2 separate regions of the Mus musculus genome follow, and region 1 is linked to region 2. The links are chromatin contacts, called in public promoter capture Hi-C maps. All regions are on one chromosome and are shown on one strand. Each heading gives the region's core, a stretch centred on a gene start, on an enhancer-like site or on the middle of the called end of the contact. The rest is flanking DNA. Distances are from core to core; before and after follow the strand shown. Region 1 holds the start of Agrn (agrin). Region 2 holds the start of 2510039O18Rik (RIKEN cDNA 2510039O18 gene).

The links. Promoter capture Hi-C pulls out the DNA fragments that hold promoters and counts their contacts.
Region 1: a promoter capture Hi-C map of pre-B cells shows a contact between it and region 2. The contact joins the promoter of Agrn here to the promoter of 2510039O18Rik in region 2. A contact is called at or near these places in 6 of 39 promoter capture datasets (cranial neural crest, frontonasal cranial neural crest, liver and 3 more).

Annotation. Positions count from the first base shown.
Region 1 is chr4:156,196,064-156,202,592 of GRCm38.p6, forward strand. It overlaps Agrn (agrin), which reads right to left and starts at 1,425. Exons shown (of 36, transcript NM_021604.3): 1 at 1,151-1,425. The coding sequence starts at 1,357. It overlaps Gm46878 (a long non-coding RNA gene), which reads left to right. Exons shown (of 4, transcript XR_003955191.1): 4 at 2,455-3,440. It overlaps Isg15 (ISG15 ubiquitin-like modifier), which reads right to left and starts at 4,755. Exons shown (of 2, transcript NM_015783.3): 1 at 4,643-4,755; 2 at 3,361-4,003. The coding sequence starts at 4,645. The coding sequence ends at 3,521.
Region 2 is chr4:147,937,529-147,943,913 of GRCm38.p6, forward strand. 2510039O18Rik (RIKEN cDNA 2510039O18 gene) reads left to right here and starts at 3,367. Exons shown (of 3, transcript NM_029841.3): 1 at 3,367-4,529. The coding sequence starts at 3,497.

The DNA.
Region 1 (6,529 bases), core at 175-2,674, 8.3 Mb after region 2:
CACTTTTTGGAAAGGATTTCTAGGAAGGAGCCCCTTATTGAGGCGCTCTGGGGATTTGGGGTTCTGGAATGGAGGGAGCAAAAAAGACAATGGGCAGCTTTTCCACCTGCCTAGCTCCTGCGAGACACCTAAGACTTGCAGCACCTAAAGAACTTTATCTACCTGCGCCCCCCACCCCCAACTATTGTGGGAGATAACCCAAAGGGGGAAAGCTCACAGTTCTCACACCTCCCCCACCCCAGCCACACCCAGGAGCAGCGGGGAGGAAGTCGGGAAAATCCTGCAGGGACTTGGCAAAGTGCCTCGGCAGGGAGAGGAGGGGGCCCAGCGGGGGGATCCCATGAACACACGGTACTCTGAAGGAAGTCACCATCCTTCTCATTCCCAAAGAGTAAGAACAAATCCTGTTTCCAGCGAAGCGATTTGAGGGACGAGGAGAACCAGCAACGGATATTCCGAGGGTATCGACCCCATACCTATTCCAAGGTGCTCTCAAATTCAGCTGCAGTTGAAACAGAGCTAATTCTACCGTATGGCAGGAGAAACCCAGTCCTTTGAGCCCCTGCGCCTCGAGCACAGGAAACTCAGCCACAGCCCTCTGCCCATTTCTCTGCTCCGGCTCGGACACGCGTTCGCTGCAGCACCTTACGCAGGCTCCCCGGGTTGCAGATTAGACCACACACCCCTGACTCCCTGCAGACCACCCCTCGCCCTGGTAAAGGCCTCGCCACAGGTCGACTTCGTCCCCCCTCGTGCCTCCCCGAGCCCTATTCGTTCCTTTTGGCGAAGGTGTACACTTGTTCCCAACAAGAAAGAGGGGCTCTGGACAAGGGTGGGGGCGGGCACGACAGCAACCGGGGCCTGGACGCCGTGAAAGGAGCCACAGCGGCCCCGCAGTAACTTTCGCACCGAGCGGCGGAGTTTTCCGGGACCCGAGCGCCCCCCCCCCCCGGAGGCTCGGCGGTCGCCGAGGGAGCTCCAGCTGGGGCCGCAGAAACGTGCCGGGTTCGTTCCCACGGCTTGGGGACGGGGTCGCAGCGGGGCGGCCGGCACGCGAAGGGCGGGCCTCGGGGACGGGGACCACGGGGGAGAGGAGCCCCGGGCTGGGAATCCAGAGGGCTGGGTCTCGTGGGGTCCGGCCGGGGCCCACCTTGCAGGAGTAGGTGTGCTGCACCGGGTCCACGTTGAGGATCTCCTCCACTGTGCCGGTGAGCACCACGTTCGCCTCCTCCTCGCGCCGCTCCAAGGCGCGCTCCGGGCACGTCCCGCTGGCGCCCGGCACGGCTGGCGCGGCCGCCGCCAGGAGCAGCAGCAGCGGCAGCAGCGGGGCCGGGAAGCTCAGCCGCGGGCGGACCATGGCGCAGCCCGGAACGGCGGGAGGGAGCCGGGAGAGCGCGCGGGCCGGACCGCTCGGGGGGCAGGACTGGACCGCAGCGCGGCGGAGGAGGAGGGAGGGCGGACGGCGTGGGTGGGGCGGGGACTGGGCGGGGACGGGGCGGGGACGGCGTGGGTGGGGCGGGGACTGGGCGGGGACGGGGCGGGGACTGGGCGGGGACTGGCGGCCCCGCCCCGCCCCCTGAGGGCTCAGCCCGCCCCCCGCTCCCTGCGACCCGCGCGGGCAGCGAACAAAGCCCGGAGACTGCGGCGCCCGCCGAGCTGGGGCGGGGGCTCGGCCGGGTGGGTGGGTGGGTGGCCGCCTTGGGGGAGGGGGAGGCGTCGCGCCGGGGCCCCTCCCCCGTCCGCCTGAACTGTCCTCCCACCGGGAAATGCAGCTGAAGTCAGGTTGATGTATAATCGAGGGGCGACGTGCTGGGAATTCCAAGGGGCTCGCCCGGTCTGCACAGGAGACGCTGGCGGAGCCGGACCTTCCCTTCCCCAGCCTGACGCTAGGGCTGCGCGCAGAGGGCCCCGCGGCTGTCCCGGTGCCACCACAGGCCACGCCCCCTGCCGATGGCCGGTCAGCGGTGACTGTGCCGAATGCGCCCAGACCCGCCCAGTGTGATGCTCCTTGTGGACTTAAGTCTTCTCCAGTCTTGCTACAGAACCGTCCCCGCCCCCTCCGTCTCTCCCTCTGTGGACCAGAGCTTCCCCAGCTTGGCCTGGCTAAGTGCAGGATATAAACCGAGGCCCCCGGGAGCCAAGCTAGCACTAGACCTACAGGAGGTTGAAAGAACGCGCAGGGCGGTGGTGGCGCACTCGGGAGGCAGAGGCAGGTGGATTTCTGAGTTCGAGGCCAGCCTGGTCTACAAAGTGAGTTCCAGGACAGCCAGGGCTACACAGAGAAACCCTGTCTCAAAAAACCAAAAACAAAACAAACAAACCGAGAGAATGGGTGGGGGGGGGGGGGATAGGGGATTTTCTGGATAGCATTTGAAATGTAAGTGAAGAAAAAAATTTTGGAAAAAAAAAAAAACAAAAAAAAAACGAGAGAAGACACTATGCTATCTTCCATAGGCTGTTGAGCCAGAAGCCAGAGTGAAGTGTGAGTGTCAGCAGCTCTTCCTCCTGAGAAAGACTCCACCTTCTGGACCCAGATTTGAGGTCGCATCTACACAGTGGGCTCCAGCGTTGCTAGATCTGGCATCACCTAATCCAGATAAGCACAAACACACCAACCAGAAGGGGGTCTTCTGAGGTTCCACTCAAATTCTCTTAAAGGTCTGAAGGACCACAGAAGGACTTGTACTGACTTGCTTGTGCCCTAAGCGCACTCAAAGGCCCGAGTAAGCTGATAGAGGAAAAGACAAAGAGCCATCAGGCAGAAAGGGGGGTGAAGCTTTTTCAAATTGGGTGCCTCCTATCTGAGACATGATGTCCTTTGTGGACAGATGAGCCTCCAATTACTTGTGCCCATCTAACCTGCCTATAGTGGCCTCTTTATAGCCCCGATGAGGATGAGGTGTACTTGCTAACTACCATGTCCTAAACAGCAGGTGGCTGATTTGAATGGTGAGACCCCATCCTACCCTCTGTGAACTAGTGCAGGTGGGACTAGGAACACATACAAAAGAACACATCACCCTCCTTCACAGCTTACCCAGGTAAGAACATTCCTTCACTGTTCCCAAAGGATCTCAGCAGTTCACTGGTTCCATTAGGAGCCTCATCCTGCTACTGGTAGAAACTGGCCTAACCTGTCCCTGAGCCATATGTAGACATGGGGACATTTTTAGGGCCTGGCTGAGACTAAGGACTGGGTCCCAGCAAAAGTGTCTTTCTCCAGAAGTGAATTAATTACTCAAAGGGTCTGGAAGGGGCATTTCCTCACTAGGCTCTCACTGTGAAATCCTTGTCTCTTAACTTGGCAACCCAGAGCCTTCTCACCATGGATAGAAGGGCATTTCTGGAGAGGGACAAGCAAACAAGAGGCAGAGCTTTTTATTGCATCATCTTTTTTTTTTTTTGATATTTTTTCTAATTAGGTATTTTCCTCGTTTACATTTCCAATGCTATCCCAAAAGTCCTCCATACCCCCCCCCCCATCATCTTTTATAACCAACACTGGCTCTGGATGGGGGCCTTAGGCACACTGGTCCCCTCCCCCACCCCTCAGGCGCAAATGCTTGATCACTGTGCACTGGGGCTTTAGGCCATACTCCCCCAGCAGCTCCTTGTCCTCCATGGGCCTTCCCTCGAAGCTCAGCCAGAACTGGTCTTCGTGGACTTGTTCCCGCTGGGACACCTTCTTCTTAAGCGTGTCTACAGTCTGCGTCAGAAAGACCTCATAGATGTTGCTGTGGCCCCTTTCGTTCCTCACCAGGATGCTCAGAGGCTCGCTGCAGTTCTGTACCACTAGCATCACTGTGCTGCTGGGACCCAGACCCAGACTGGAAAGGGTAAGACCGTCCTGGAGCACTGCAGTTTGGTGGGCCAGGCGCTGCTGGAAAGCCGGCACACCAATCTTCTGGGCAATCTGCTTCTTCAGTTCTGACACCGTCATGGAGTTAGTCACGGACACCAGGAAATCGTTACCCCCCAGCATCTTCACCTTTAGGTCCCAGGCCTGCAAGCATCACATGGATTTAGGAGTGGTTCTCAACCCTCCTAATGCTATGACTCTAATAAAATGTTTCCATTCTTTAATACAGCTCCTGGAGTTGTAGTGACCCCCAACCATAAAACTGCTTTCATCACTACTTCATAACTGGTTTTGCTATATGCAGGATATCTGATATGCGACTCCTGTCAGAAGGTCATTCAGGCCCCCAAAAGGTTCCTGAATCCTTTGGCTGAGAACCACCGGCTTAGCAACTTTGGCTGGGAGTTACTACATGCAAAGCACCAGTCACAGGGCCAGCCCCCACGTCCATCCATGTCCCCCCCCACCCCCACCCCATCCTCTCCTCTATTAGGGGAACCATCCAGGTATATGATACGGAGGCCTCGGTTCTAAAGGGTCCCACAACCATCACATTGTTTCAGTTCACCCATAAAGATAGCCTTCTGGGCCCAGCCTTAAGGGATCTAGAGCTGGTATCTGAGCAAAAGAACCTGCCCCCCCCCCGCCCCCCAGGAGTGAGCTTTAAACAATTATATTCTGTTCTCATACTGTGACTATTCTGTCTCTGGAAGACCCTATCAAGGAATGGAGTAAAGTCAACTAAAATGAAACCCATCTGCCTCTGTCCCAAATTGGACTCACCATTGCTGCAGGCTCTAGCTCTAGGTCCCCTGGAATTAAGGAGTCTGCTTCTGGCTGCTTGCTCTCACAGTCAGAGACTGGATCGACTCTCAGAGTCAGAGACTGGGTCGACTCTTTTAAGTATGAGCTGTGGGTGTGAAGAGGCGGAGTTTCCAGAAACCAGAGCTATTTTCTGTTTCGGTTTCCTTTTCCTACGGCATACCTTAAATGAGTGGGAAAACCAAAACTGAATGAAAAGAAACTGTAGTTGGGAAGGAAAGGGACTGGCTCTCAAGGGTCAAAGCTGTAACCAGGCCTGTGTGCTCTAAAACTCCCTAAACGCCCTTCAGGTCCTTCACAAGGCATGTAAAAGTCAGAATAGGAACGAATAATAGAAAATGTATTTGTCGTTTGTTAGCTTGGAAATTAGTTGTCTTGGAAAATGGCATAATAATTCAGAAACTGCATAACATAGTACCAATCAGAATTGCCCAAAGACAACTGCTATTGGTTATTAGTTTAGAACAATAGTTTTTTTTTGGGGGGGAGGGGCTTGTAGGAAGCATTTCTGTCCTAGAACAGTTTATTAAGACCCTATTGTAGCTGGGCCAGGGCGCACACCTTTGATCCCAGCACCGGGGAAGCAGAGGCAGGTGGATGTCTGAGTTCAGGGCTAGCCTGGTCTACAGAACAAGCACCAAGACTCTGTCTTGAAAAGCCAAGAGAACAAACAAAGTATTGCTCACATCAAGATACATTGAGTCAGATGAGTTTGTTTTTGAAGTAGTCTTTGCTATGTAGTCCATGCTGGCTTCAAACTCACTTTAAAATTGGCCTTAAACTGGTCCTTCTGTTTCTCCTGCTCATGTTCTGAGATTTTAGTGATTCATCTTCTGTGCCATTTTCTGCAGTTCTGGGAACAGAACCCAGAGCTTCATGCATGCTAAGTAAGTACTCTAACAATTGAGTTATATACTTAGTACTCAGTTTTGGTTTTTTTTTTGTTTGTTTGTTTTTGTTTTTTTGGTTTGTTTTTGTTTTTGTTTTTTTTTTTTTGTTTTTTTTTTGTTTGTTTGTTTTTTGTTTTTTGAGACAGGGTTTCTCTGTATAGCCCTGGTTGTCCTTCTGGCTGTAACTCACACTGTAGACCAGGCTGGCCTCAAACTCAGAAATCTGCCTGCCTCTGCCTCCCAAGAGCTGGAATTAAAGGTATGTGCCACCACTGCCTGGCTTAGATTTTTTTTTTTAAGGTTTAGTTTTAATTATGTGGATACAGTGTATTTGGGGGGGGGGGATTGTGTATATGTGAGTGCAGGAAATTAGAAATTTAGAAGAAGGAACTGAATATATAAATTTTCTTTCTTTCTTTATTTTGCTTATATGCATGCATATGTGTGCTTATACATGTCAGAGATTAATGTTGAATGTTTTCTTCAATCACTTTCCACATAGCCATCTTTCCAGCCCAATATTTAAAGAAAATTAAAGAAGTAGGACCACCAGTAGGGTGTCTAGCCCCTCCTGTGGTCTCAGGCCACCTCCATTGAATGGAGGCAGCTGCCAGGCTACGCTGTGCTTAGTAACCTGAGTACAAAATGTCTGTATGTATAGCAGTGTAACTCAGAATGAAAACAATAGCAACCATTAAAATAATAATGGCCCTGTTTTTCTTATTTTCCTTTGGAAAAAAAATTTGGTGTGTGTGTGTGTGTGTTTTGAGACAGGGTCTCACTATGTAACCCTGGCTGTGCTGGGACTTACTCTGTAGACCAGGCAGGCCTCGAACTCACGGAGCTCTTTCTGTCTCTGCCTCTTGAATGCTACATTAAAGGCACGTGCGGCTGTGCCTCACTTGCCCTAAGTTTTTGAGTTCTTCTTGGCTGAACTTAGCGGTGGGGTAATTCAGGA
Region 2 (6,385 bases), core at 2,117-4,616:
TTGACGAAATCAGGGAGTTAGGGAGATTTGGTCTTTCACAAAGGAAACAGGCATCTACAGGATGCTAAGTGGGAAAGGTTTTCTCTTCAGTATGACTCATTGTTAAAGATAGATCCTCTGCCTAGCAGATAGGTCAAAACAAGGTTGGGTGGGGTAGGGTGGGGTCTGCCCAAATCCTAGCACTCAGGAGGTAGAAGAGCTCCATTGTCCAAAGCCAGCCTGAGCTGCACAGCCAGACTCAGTCAGAGAAGGGAGGAAGAAGGTGTCAAAGCGAGCTGGAATCCCAGCACTCAGGAGGCATAGCAGGATCAGGAGTTCAAGACATGCTCAGCCGTAGAGCTAGTGACCATATAGCTTGAGGCTAGTGTGGACTGTGTGAGACCTCAACAACACACACCCACCCCCAACACAGGAAACTTACAGACCAATGTTTGCAATGATTATTTCCAAGTTGTGGAATAAACATGTTCATAACTTATGCAGCGTTTCTAGGTCATATTATTGGGAATCGTTCTTCTTTTCTTGTTTCTCTTTTTCTTGAGAAAGATGTACAATACTTGTACAATTGAAGAACCACGTGTCCTTTCTGGGAAATAAGAACAGGCTGGAAAAATGGGCGTCCACCTCATTGTGCAGAGGTCAACTCACACTCTCACAGATGGTAGAAGAGAGGCCCAGGGCTATCCAGCAGCAAGCTCAAAGTCACAAGACCAACCAGAGGAAGCGACCTCAGCAGAATCTAGAACATTTGCTTCCTAGCAGGGACTTAGAGCCAGGAGCTGCTGCAGCTGGAGACAGGACTTGGCGCCAAGCATCCACCAGCATCCGCCGGGTGTTTTAGACCCAGAAGGTTGAGGACTGAGATCTCCAAACCCTTGGAGGAGGAAGTACAAGTGTAAATGGGGGAAGAACCAGCCAGCCTTGTTGGCTGGCTCGATTTTCAAAGCTCTTCCTCCAAGCTCACAACTGCCTTTCTCGTAAAGCTGTCACTTCTGTTTGCAAAACAAGAAACTAAGGCTCGAAGCAGTATCATCTGCCTGGCATCACACACCTGATGTGGGACCACAGTAAGGAAGCATCAGCCAGCTCCCAGCTAGAACTGCCTACAGCGATATACGCCAGATAGAAAACATTCCTGGGCAGTCATCAGAGTACAAATTAAAAGAGGGATCAGTTTTATAAACTGCCTGACCTTTCAAGAGGAAGAATTCACTCTTGTGAAGCCTGGCCTTACTCTTTTGGAACCTGTTTCCTGTTTGTTTCATCAAATTGCTAGAACTTGAGCCCAATCCAAGCTTCGTGTAGGGTGGCCTGTTTCTTTAAGCAAGAGGTGGTGGCTGCTGCCCAGATGTTGCCTCTAGTATTTCTAGTACGTGCTCCACGTGCAATGGACTGTTAAAGGCACAGGACTCCAATTTAATAGGAAACTGCTGGACAACTTCAGGATGGGAAGTTGTCCACACACAAACATGCATGCGGTTTCCTCCTGTCATCCATTAAAAAGTGGAGCTGGAGAGATGGTTCAGCAGTTAAGAGACTGGCAACTCACACGTGCCTGTAACTCCAGGGATCCCATACCATCTTCTGATTTGGACATACAACAATGTGCACATAGAGGCGTCAGCTCTCTCCTTCTACCACATAGGTCCTAGGTACAGAACTTAGGTCATCACACTTGCTGGCGAATGCTTTTACCTGCTGAGCCATCTTGCCATTAGATTTTTATTTTAACTTTAAGGTTCTGGGAAATCACTAGTGCTAGAGGAATATTCTGTTCTGAGCTAATAGTCTGCTAAAAAAAAAAGTGTGGTTGTTTTAGTTTGTTTTGAAATATGGTCTCACTGTGTAGACAGGCTAGCCTTGAACTTAGTAAAATCTACCTGCCCCTGCCTCTTGAAGAGTCAGATTAAAGATATGTGTACAACAACTGGCTAAAATGTGCTACTGAGCTCTGGGGTGTTTGTTTGCTTGCTTGCTTGCTTTAGTTTTTCTTTTTCTTTCTTTTTTTTTACACTGTAGCTGTCTTCAGACATTCCAGGAAACGGCATCAGATTTCATTACGGATCCCACCATGTGGTTGCTGGGATTTGAACTCAGGACCTTTGGAAGAGCAGTCGGTGCTCTTAACCGCTGAGCCATCTCACCAGCCCACTTTAGTTTTTCAAGACAGGGTTTCTCTGTGTAGTCCTGGCTGTCCTGGAACTCTGTAGACCAGGCTGGTCTCCAACTCCGAGAATTACCTGCCCTGCCTCTTAAATGCTAAGACTAACAGCATGTGCCACCACTGCTGGGCTCTTAGCATTCATTTTTGTGTGAAAATAAAAATGGGTAAAAAGCTGGACAAATGCCTTTGATTCTAGGGACTGGGGATGCTGAGAAAGGATCTTTTGGGCCTAGGAATTGTTTGAAGTCCAGTCTGGACAACAAAGGAAAGATTCTGTCTCAAAGATAAATAAAAATAAAAATCAAATCAAAACAGGACGAGCATTCTTCCAATGCGACACTGGCTTGCCACCTCAGCATACAGTTTTCTGTCTGCCTACAACCCACTAGAAGCCACCTTAAGTGACCGTTCAATTGTCAACTGTGAATTTGCAACAGCCCGTCTGGCTCTGGATTGCCCAGAATCCAAAGTGAAAACAATCGCCCACTGTCTACCTAGAATTCAAAGTGGAAACAACCACCCCACTGTCTGCTCCAGTGCTCCCAATGAATTCCGCCCCCCTCGCCCTTCCCCCCATATGGATGCTCCGGGTCTTGTCAAAGTATGAGATCTTAATGTTTCGCGTTATTTAATGAGTTAAAACTCAAGATTGACATCAAGAAAACTACTTGCTGTGTTCAAGAAACAGGCTGGATTTATGTCCCACTCTGGTGTACTCGCAGCCAGGCAGGTTTGAAACGCTGCCAACAAAATATTTCCTAGGAAATAATTTTTCAGTGGCTACCCTTCCTCCTCCTCTTCCTTCCCTCCTCCCTCCACTTCATTCCTCCCTGTCTCCTTCCCTTCTTTCTTTCCTTCCATTTACCCCCATGTCTTTTCTTCATTCAGTTAAATATAGTTTACAGAAACAGTACGTTCTTATTTTTTAACTTTAGGGCTGTTGAAACCATCAGCAGCAAACGAGGCGCAGCACATGTTGGGTTTGGCTTGCTCTCTGACTTTCTTTTCTTGCTCTCTTTTTTCCAACAAGCCGTTTGGACTCCTGCCCACACTCTTCCCTTCCCCACCCCGCCCCTCAGTCCAGGCCCCGCCCCCAAGGAGACCCCGCCCCCTCTCCAAATCCCGCCCCTGGCCGCTTTTCCACCTTGTCGCAAAAGACTCAGCGACGCCTTACGGCCGGTGGCGTTTGACGTCTAGGAGGCAACCAAGAAGAAGGAGGAAGCGGTGAAGGTGTCTGCTGGGGTGGCTGCGGCGGGCGTTGAGGAGGGCGCGGCGACGCGGCCCGGGGAGTGAGCGGCGGCGGCCGGGCGGGCAGGTTGGGCGGCGGGCCCGATGTGGCTGCAGCAGCGCCTGAAGGGGCTGCCGGGGCTGCTGTCGAGCAGCTGGGCCCGCCGCCTCCTCTGCCTGCTCGGCCTCTTGGTGCTGCTCCTGTGGTTCGCGAGCTCCGGGGCGCGGCGGGCGGCGGGCGGCCTGCACCTGCCGTCCTGGGCCCGCAGCGAGCCGGGCGCCGCCGAGCCGTCTGCCTGTCTGGAGGCGGCCACCCGCGCGTGGCGCGGCCTGCGTGATCGCGGCGAGGCGGTGCCGCTTGGCCCCGGGGTGCCAGCCCTGGTGGCCAACGGCTTCCTGGCTCTGGACGCCTCCAACAACCGGCTGTGGGTGACGCCCGGAGAGCGGGAGCCTGCCGTGACGCCGGACTTCGTGCCCTTCGTGCAGCTACGCCCGCTGAATGTGGTGGCCGAGGCTGGAGAGGCGGTGCTGCTTCTGCGGGAGGGCCTGCTGCGCCGAGTGCGCTGCCTGCAGCTGGGGACCCCGGGCTCGGGCCCTGCCGCTGGTGTCCCCGGGCCCGCCTCGGCCTCCGGGCTCTCCGCGGGGTCGGGCCGGGACTGCGTGCTACTGCAGGAGGACTTCCTGGCGCACCGAGGCCGACCCCACGTCTATCTGCAGCGCATCCAGCTCAACAATCCCACGGAGCGCGTGGCCGCGTTGCAGACTGTGGGGCCCACCGCAGGCCCAGTCCCCAAATCCTTCACCAGCACCCTGGAGAAGGTCGGAGATCACCAGTTTCTCCTCTACTCGGGCCGGTCCACACCCCTTCCATCGGGGCTGGTGCACTTGGTCGTGGTGACCTCTAAGAAGTTAGTGAACAGGCTCCAGGTGGCTCCCAAGACACAGCTGGACGAGACGGTGCTGTGGGTGGTGCACATCTCTGGTCCCATCCACCCCCAGGTGCTCAAAAGCAAAGGAGCCAAGGAGCTCAAGGCGCTGCAGGACTTAGCACGGAAGGAGATGCTGGAGCTGTTGGAGATGCCCGCCTCGGAGCTGCTTCAGGATCACCAGTACCTCTGGGCCCAGCTCTTCAGTCCCGGTGAGGCCTCGTTGCGGGCTTGGTGCCCAGCCACCACTTGACGTCCGTGTGCATACTGTCCACTTTAGTGGTGTCCCCCCATGCTCGGTGGTGGTCACACAGAGGGTTGCAACTTGGCCTTGATGTTCAACGGTTGGCTCTTCTTAAACACTTTGAAGCTATATGATCTTGGCTCTGTGGTCTTAGCTTTTTGAGCCATAACAGTAAGTTTTATAAGGTTTTAGTGGAGGTTTGAGTGTACACGTTCAGTTTTATTGTCTGTTCTTGGCCTTGAGGCCTGACCTGAGCTGGTGGAGGGGTTTGGTTTGTGAGGGGGAGAGAGTCAGTTTGTAAAGAAGAAACCATCAGGGAGATGCAGAGGCACTCTGTTTTGGCCACCGGAACTTGTTTCTGTCTGACTTCAGCTTCTGACATTTGAGACTAAGATTCACCTTGCCACTGTAGTGGCAGTGCTAATTAATGCCAGAATGCTGGAGACTTCCTCCAGTGCGTGAATGTGCAGGCAAAGCGAAAACTTTCTTAAAAAAAACAACAGCAAAAAACAAAAACCTCTTATTTATTCTTTGGAAATGAAAACCTTTCCTGTCAACTGTTTAAGAAAAGAAATACAATCCACAGTCAGTACTGAGTTTTGGTTTTCAGGGTTACAGTTACCATCACTCCCCTATGGTTGTGCAGAGAGAGTTTTGTTCAGTCAAGAGGTATCTCCCTGGCGGGGCAGTGGTGCCTTACGCCTTTAATCTCAGCACTTGGGAGGCAGAGGCAGTTGGAACACTGTCTCAAAAACAAAAAACAAAAAAAAAAAGTAGCTGTAGACCAGGCTGGCCTCAAACTCAGAAATCCACCTGCTTCTGCCTCCCAAGTGCTGGGTTTAAAGGCGTGCGCCACCACTGCCCGGCTGGCAAGCAAGTTTTATCCACGAAGTGCTTGCTTTAGTCTGGTTTGGGAGAAGACAGGAACATGAACATTTTAAGAGGGACAACTCTGGAAAGCTCTGTGAAGAACCTGGATTGTGTAGTACTGGCAAGGGTATGGGGTGGGAGGGCCACCCCTCTGCTCCCTGGTATAGAGACACTCAGTTAGGCCTGAGTGGCAAGAAGCAGCCAGTCATGTGACCAGAAAGAGGGCATTCAAGGCTGGAGACTGCCCTAAGCAGGTTAAGCCAGGTGCTGAGCAGGATCAGGGCGGTGTGAACTTGAAGCCTTGAGGAAGGACCAGGAGTTTATTCTGAGATGGGAGAATGGGAATGAGCAGAGTATACACTAAGGGGAAATAGGTACATAGACAGGGCAAGGGGGTCTTGGGAGCCCAAGGGCAGGAGGAGACATCCCAGTCATGACATGGACATAGAAGTGGTGGGTCTTGGTGTTTTGGAGGGAGGACTGTTAGGCAGTGGTTTGTCTGTGGGAAGCGAGACCTGGAGGGCAGCTCCCTGATTTGGGGTTGTGAACAGTTCACCCTAAGTCAGTTGTGCCTGTCAGATACCCAGGTGCAGATGCTGAGGGGGGTGATGAGCCCCATGAGTCTAGACTCATTTTAATAGGGGGCCATGTCACTTAAAGCCACAGTGCTGAACCAGGTTAGGGTGCTTTCAGGCTGTAATCTAGCACTCCAGGAGAGTGAGGCAGGAGGATGACATACATAGAGAGCCTGCCTCCAAAAAGAAAAAAATTGAATAAAATCAGATATTAAGATAGCTTTAATAGGAACTGGAGAGATAGCTCAGTGGTTAAGAGTACTTGTTGCTCTTCCACAGGATCTGGGTTTAATTCCCAACACGCTTGTGGTGGCCCACAATATACTATAACTCCAGTTTCAAGGGATCAAGGTCCAAGAGACCTGCACATAAATGATGC